Regions from separate parts of the Anas platyrhynchos genome. Here region 2 is linked to region 1. Evidence: chromatin contacts called from public Hi-C data. All regions are on one chromosome and are shown on one strand. Each heading gives the region's core, a stretch centred on a gene start, on an enhancer-like site or on the middle of the called end of the contact. The rest is flanking DNA. Distances are from core to core; before and after follow the strand shown. Region 1 overlaps DOP1A (DOP1 leucine zipper like protein A). Region 2 holds the start of DOP1A (DOP1 leucine zipper like protein A).

Region 1 (3,198 bases), core at 542-3,041:
GCCTGTAAGCCAAGGACAACTTATTATACCTAAAGAAGGCAATGAAAAGCAGCTTGTTATGGATGAAATGGAGAACTTCAGCCTGACTGTCAACCCTCTGAGTGACCGGCTTTCCTTGTTAAGTACCAGCAGCGAGACCATTCCAATGGTTGTGTCTGATTTTGACCTTCCTGACAATCAGGTTGAAATACTGCAGAGTTCTGATTCTGGCTGTTCTCAGTCATCTACTGGAGACAACATCAGCTATGAGGTGGAAACAGAAAGCCTGAGTGCTCAAGATAGCTCTCAGACTCTGAGAGAAGACTCGCCTGATGAAATTGTGCAACAAGTCATTACTGACCTTATCTGCAGAGTTGTAAGCAGTCTTGGAGAAGAGAACGACCCAGTTAAACACAGTCTGCACTCCGAGGATACTTCATGTAATTTCAGCCCTTTGGATAACCCCGACGAGATGACTAAAAGTGAAGATCAAAATATTCAAAGTAGCCAAAGTAGTTTGCTTAGTAATGACAGTTCCCAGTTATTGTCAGCCTCAACTGAGACTGGACTTGAGAGCTTAAGAGACGAAATTTCAAGAAATAACTCCTCACCCTGTATTGCAGCAAGCCAGCAGTCCCTGTCAGATCTCACTCTTGCTTCCACAGAGTCCAAGTCCAGAAAGCGGAGCCACAGTAGCATTCAGTTCAACTTCAAAGGAAAACTGCCAGAAAAAACGTCAGAAAAAGAAACAATTGTTAAAGAGGCTGGTAAGCAACCAGGTGCAAAACCTAAGGTGAAAATAGCCAAAAAGAAAGATGAAGAGAAGAAGAAAGCGCAAACAGAAAAGCTTAAACAAACAAACGTCTTCTTTAGTGATGGTCTTGATTTAGAAAACTGGTACAGCTGTGGAGAAGGAGAAATTTCAGAAATAGAGAGTGATGTGGGGTCCCCAGGAATGCGGAAATCTCCCAACTTCAATATCCATCCCTTGTATCAACATGTACTGCTGTATCTCCAGCTGTATGACTCCTCAAGGACATTGTATGCTTTTTCTGCAATTAAAGCGATTCTGAAGACAAATCCCTCAGCGTTCGTAAGTGCTATCTCCACTACCAGTGTCAACAATGCATACACTCCTCAGCTCTCACTGCTCCAGAATCTCCTAGCCAGGCATCGGATATCTGTTATGGGCAAGGATTTCTATAGTCACATCCCAGTTGATTCTAACCATAACTTTCGGAGTTCTATGTACATAGAAATTCTTATCTCCTTGTGTTTATATTACATGCGGAGCCACTATCCAACTCACGTTAAAGTAACCTCACAAGATCTGATAGGAAACCGTAATATGCAAATGATGAGTATAGAAATTCTGACACTTCTCTTTGCTGAATTGGCCAAAGTTATAGAAAGCTCTGCAAAAGGCTTTCCTAGTTTTATTTCGGACATGTTATCCAAGTGCAAGGTTCAGAAAGTGATCCTGCATTGTCTGCTGTCTTCTATCTTTAGCGCACAGAAATGGCACAGTGAAAAGATGGCTGGAAAAAACATAGTGGCTGTAGAAGAAGGTTTCTCTGAAGACAGCCTTATAAATTTCTCTGAAGATGAATTTGACAACGGCAGTACTCTACAGTCACAGCTTTTAAAAGTGCTTCAGCGGCTGATTGTGTTGGAACACAGAGTAATGACTGTGCCTGAGGAAAATGAAACAGGCTTCGACTTTGTCATAACAGACTTGGAGCACATTGGTCCCCAGCAGCCGATGACTTCTCTTCAGTATTTACACTCCCAGCCAATAACCTGCCAAGGCATGTTTCTCTGCGCGGTGATAAGAGCTTTACATCAACACTGTGCCTGTAAAATGCATCCTCAGTGGATTGGCCTTATCACTTCCACTTTGCCTTACATGGGAAAGGTTCTTCAGAGGGTGGTTGTTTCTGTGACTCTTCAGCTCTGCAGGAACTTGGATAATTTAATTCAGCAATATAAATATGAAACAGGATTATCTGATAATAGGTAAGTATATCTAGAGGTGTATAATCTTTTTAAGCAAATTTAATTGTGTTGAATTACTTTGCTGCTGGATGAGTTCATTTAAAAATATATTTTATTTTAGGCCTCTCTGGATGGCGTCAGTCACTCCCCCAGATATGGTTCTTACTCTATTAGAAGGGATTACAACAATAATTCATTACTGCCTGCTAGATCCATCTACACAATATCATCAGGTAAATTTACTTGGGCATCTGAGAAGTTCCTGTGCAGTATATGTCAAATTAAGGACTGTAATTGTATAAACGTGCTTGTATTAGGTACTTGCACAAAATTGAAGGTCTGAGTGAGGAAAATAATAGCCATGTAGTAATCTTGGTTGTAAATGTGTTTTTCATGGATAGTGTATACATCTCAATTAAACGGAACAATAATTTTCTACTAATTATACTTCTAAGAGAGTATTAGACTTTTCTGTTGTTATCATTATTTCCTTGAAACAACGAAGTAGTTTCAAGGAAAATTCCTTAACTTTCGGACCTCTAAAATGTAACTTTTTAGAACTTCATTACGACTTCATTGTGGAACTTTGCAGACTGATGCATATCTGGCACTTTCTGGCTGGATTATGTTCATCGTGCAATATGTCAAAATATTTTCTTTCTGCTTTTTCGGTATATTCACAATTTGTCTTCAGTCAAGCAATATTTTCAGATCTGATATTAAGAGCATAGTATCTTTCAAGAATTTGGCCCAGATTTTACATGAAAACTTTTGTTCTGCTGTCTACCTTGGTTTTGCCATTTGTGTTCTTATTCCCCTTTGCCTTCCATTCATTTGAAAATAACCGAGAACTGTTTATTGTCTGTGCAAGTAAATAATTTTGCTTAATGTATTTGTTAAACCTCAGATTCTGAAATAATTATATTTTGCAAAGGTGTAGGCAGATGATACAAAATTGATTGCTGTAGTCATGAGGTACCACATGTTCAGAACACATTCCATTCTGAATGACTGAGAGTCAAAAGATTCTTTAATCAATTATTATTTGATAAACTCAAAGCCTGTAAGTACTGTAAAAATTACCGAAAAGCTGTTTTGGAAAAGAGGCCTGGTTTAAAGCTTCCATGTACATTGTCTCAATTTACACTATTTTACTAATTTTATTTGTGTAGATATTTAATGCTGTTCTTCCCCTCTTCCCTTGAAATGTTCTAGCTTTTGGTT
Region 2 (3,433 bases), core at 139-2,638, 42 kb before region 1:
GTTGTATTAAGGGTGCTGGAAGGCACATCCCTGCCTATTTCCTTCTTGCCATCGATATGAATAATGATGACTTTGTAAATCTTGATGAAATCTTTCCCCAGCCTTCTTTCCTGAGCCGTTCCAGACTTTGTCATTGCCCCTGTAGGGCAGTGGCTCCCTCCCTCCTGTGCCGTCCCTAACTACCATACAGCTTCTCAATCTGTGAAGACAAGAACTGACACAGGAATCAATCTGAGCAGTGGCTATATGGATGCCAAACACTTCCCTCTTTCTCGTTCTCCATATCCTTCCCGATGATGTGCAATGTTCTGTTGGGCTTTGGATTGCTACTGCATGGAAAGCTGATGCAACAGTTTCACAGGACTTTTAAGATAGCTCCAGGTTTTAACAGGCAATGGTAAAAGTTCAGCAAAAGGTAAGCTCAGAGATCTCCTCACTGCTCCTCAGGGTGGTGTGTGAAGGTATGGCGTTACCTCCTGGAAGTCCTGCCACTTCTGGCAAGACCACCGCTTCTGAACATCTGCAGAGGCACCACCAAGCCCTAGTTAGGAATTAGGTCTCAGATGCATTTGTATGGTATTTTAATGAAAAACATGTCAATACACACTGTTTTAGTTGGAAATATGACACCTGTAGTGGTACTCAATGTCTCACCAAAACCAGTGGGAACTGCCAGCTTTCCAAACGTGAAGTTATGAAATATTGAATCCGTAATAGTGTAGGATTTAGTAATTTTGGAATCCTAAATTAACAGTGTAATGAGAAAAGGAATCCTGTCTCCTGTTTATTACCTCAAGCTTAGAGAACAAAACCTGCCTTGTTAGACTGTCGTCTTGATAGGATTTGTAACCTGCTACCTGGTGATCTATGGTACGAGATTTTCCCCAGGGTGTACTTTAGCAATATTTACTTGTTTTCAGACAAAGCCTGAAAGATTGATTAAGCTGCTCATGTAATTCAATTTGTGAGAAACAACCTGCAGCCAACAACACAGGCTCAGGCGAGGGTCTCAGTAAAGTAGCATTTTTATTTATAATTTTAATGGTGGGTGTCTTGCAAGCTGGAGCACCCAGCACAAGCCTATGATAACCTTATATTCTCTATTACCTGACACTTTAATTCCTCACGTTTCCTCACTGAGTACCACAGGTTCAAAAACTACTCAACACTATACCATATATATATACAATTTTATTTGACCAACTGTTGATTTCTCATTTTTTCCCCTTCCCTCGTGACTGGAGGACCCGTGATTTTTTTATTTCGACTGATTTCACACTGTTCGCATCCTTTTTGTCAGCCACCCTCCTTATTTTGGGGACGGCCGAGGCGCTCCGTGGGGGGGGGGCGCGACCGTTAAACCGACCCCGCAGGCGCGCGCCTGCCTGACGCGGGGCGGTGCTGGGCGGGGCGCGGCGCGGTGCATGCCGGGAGCTGTCAGGGCGGCGCGGGGCGGTCGGCGGCGGCGGGGCCCTTCCGGCGCGGGGCGCTCAGGTAACGCGACCCCCCCCACCCCCCCATGGCCCGTCCCTGAGGCGCCGCCGCCATTTTCTCGCCCCCCTCCTGGGCGCAGCGGGGGCACCCCCGGGGGTCCAGGCGGGTCCAGCCGGGCCTGGGGGCTGGCGGCAGGTGCGGAGGAGCCCGGTGACAGCCCCTCCGGCGGTGGGTTTGTCGAGGGGGCGGTGTCCCGTCAGGGGGAGGGCCCGCAGCCGCCCCGCCGTGACCTTGAGGTGTGAGGGCGGCGGGGCCCGGGTGGCCGCTGAGGCGTAAGGGGGTGTCTGGGTATTGGGGATAAGCAGCAAGGCCTGAAGGGCTCGGGTCTGAATGCCCTAAAACACGCTGCGGGTGTGCTGAGGTTATCCCGGGGCTGGCACCACTTGTGGCCCTTGGATTTCCATGCTGGATAATTAATATATCATAAATAATAAGTGTGCCTGCGTATCAGGTGCAGTAGCTGTGCGTTACTGCCCTCGGATTAACCGGGTGATGCTGCCTGAATCCTGCAGGGCTGCGAGCTGGCAGGGGGATCTCTTGAAGTAGTGATGTGCAGGATGTTTGCAGGCAATCCGGGCTTAGTATAAGGTTGCATATGGTATCTTTTCATTTTGTTGCCAAGCCTCAGTCTGGCTGTATCCCTTCTAAATACTTACATTGGCCTGGCTGTCAGATGTGCTTATTTTTTTTGGTTGAAACATTCGTAACTTTCCACCAAAGAGACTGAATGCAGCACAGTAATGTCTTTTCACACGTCTGATAATGATTTGATGTCTGAGTGTTGTGATTATCCAAAATGTGCAGTCACTTATAACGTAAAAGATGAACATCACAAGGTTGAACGCTGGTTTGGAAAAAAGCAGGATGTCAACCACATAATTCCCAGGTTGGTTTTAATTGAAATTAGAATAGGCACTTTTGGAAATTTAAGTAGCCTGGAAGGGAGAGATGGGGAAGGAGAACTGCACTTCTGACTTACTGAATGTCTCCTGTTCCCAGCTTGTTGCTGGCACCTGTGACAGTAGGTACTTAAACAGCATCTGGCAAAAACAAGTTGTCCTGCATCTTCCAATAGGGCAGTGGCTGTGCATTCCAGTGCATGGTTATGTTTACAGGGAAGGCCGTGTTTTTTTTTCGGCAGCACATCTCTTGTGTGAAAATACTGGAATGCTACACTGACCACTGGAAACACTCATCACATGCACAGCAAGCTAAGCTGGGAAGAATGCAGTCTGTCTGGTGCAAGTGGGCTTGGATTGTGTTCTGCCATCATTCTCCATCTGAATAAGGGGAAGACACTTCTGTGTGTTCATCACTGGCTTTGTTGGCCTGACCAGTGTTACTGCCTGTCCACCTTTATTTTTAGTGTCTTCGTGCTCTAGCTGGGAATGATTGCTTGGGGAGGACTGACTAAAAATAATTATTACTGTTCTCGCTTGGTTTGTTTTGTTTTGTCTGTGGAGCGGTGTTGATATCCAGTGCAGAAGATGACCAAGAAGGCTTATGAATGTTGTTTTAAAAAAAACAGGGGGGGGGAATAACATGTTTTGGAAATGGCTGAGGAAAAATAGAGACAGAAAAGAGAACTAAGAGATGATAAAAAGAGACTGCATCTGCTAAATCATGGAATGGAAAAATAGAACTTTATGCAGTAGAACTTATTTGTATGCACTTAAGTTGTCTTTGGGATGAATAATCATGATGCCTGAACTTGTAGCTGATAATCAGTTAAGTGATAAATAAAACCAAAAAGAAATATGTTTCATCTCATTCTCCCCAAGCTCTCAGGGAGAAACAGTGCAGGATCAAGCATTTTTTCCCCAATGACCGAAACAAGAAGAGAAAAGACAGCACCAAAGCTACTAAGGAGACGATTTTGCTAGTCAATGCAATGTTATTTTTGTAGTTTTTGTTTTAAATTATTTATATATGCAATGTT

Evidence for each region. A called contact is a pair of places that touch in the nucleus more often than the background predicts.
Region 2: a Hi-C map of small yellow follicle shows a contact between it and region 1, with 4 times the contacts expected there. The contact joins the promoter of DOP1A here to the enhancer-like site in region 1. A contact is called at or near these places in 2 of 8 Hi-C or Micro-C datasets (F5 follicle and small yellow follicle).

Annotation. Positions count from the first base shown.
Region 1 is chr3:84,872,639-84,875,836 of IASCAAS_PekinDuck_T2T, reverse strand. It overlaps DOP1A (DOP1 leucine zipper like protein A), which reads left to right. Exons shown (of 37, transcript XM_072036241.1): 19 at 1-1,995; 20 at 2,096-2,207; 21 at 3,190-3,198. Among named protein-coding and RNA genes, the nearest start is that of PGM3, 30 kb to the right of the region's middle. Within about 2 kb of position 1,791, at least 5 of the 8 cell types and tissues checked have an H3K27ac peak or open chromatin away from gene starts, as enhancers often do. A contact at or near this core is called in F5 follicle and small yellow follicle, where this site is marked.
Region 2 is chr3:84,913,572-84,917,004 of IASCAAS_PekinDuck_T2T, reverse strand. It overlaps DOP1A (DOP1 leucine zipper like protein A), which reads left to right and starts at 1,388. Exons shown (of 37, transcript XM_072036241.1): 1 at 1,388-1,494.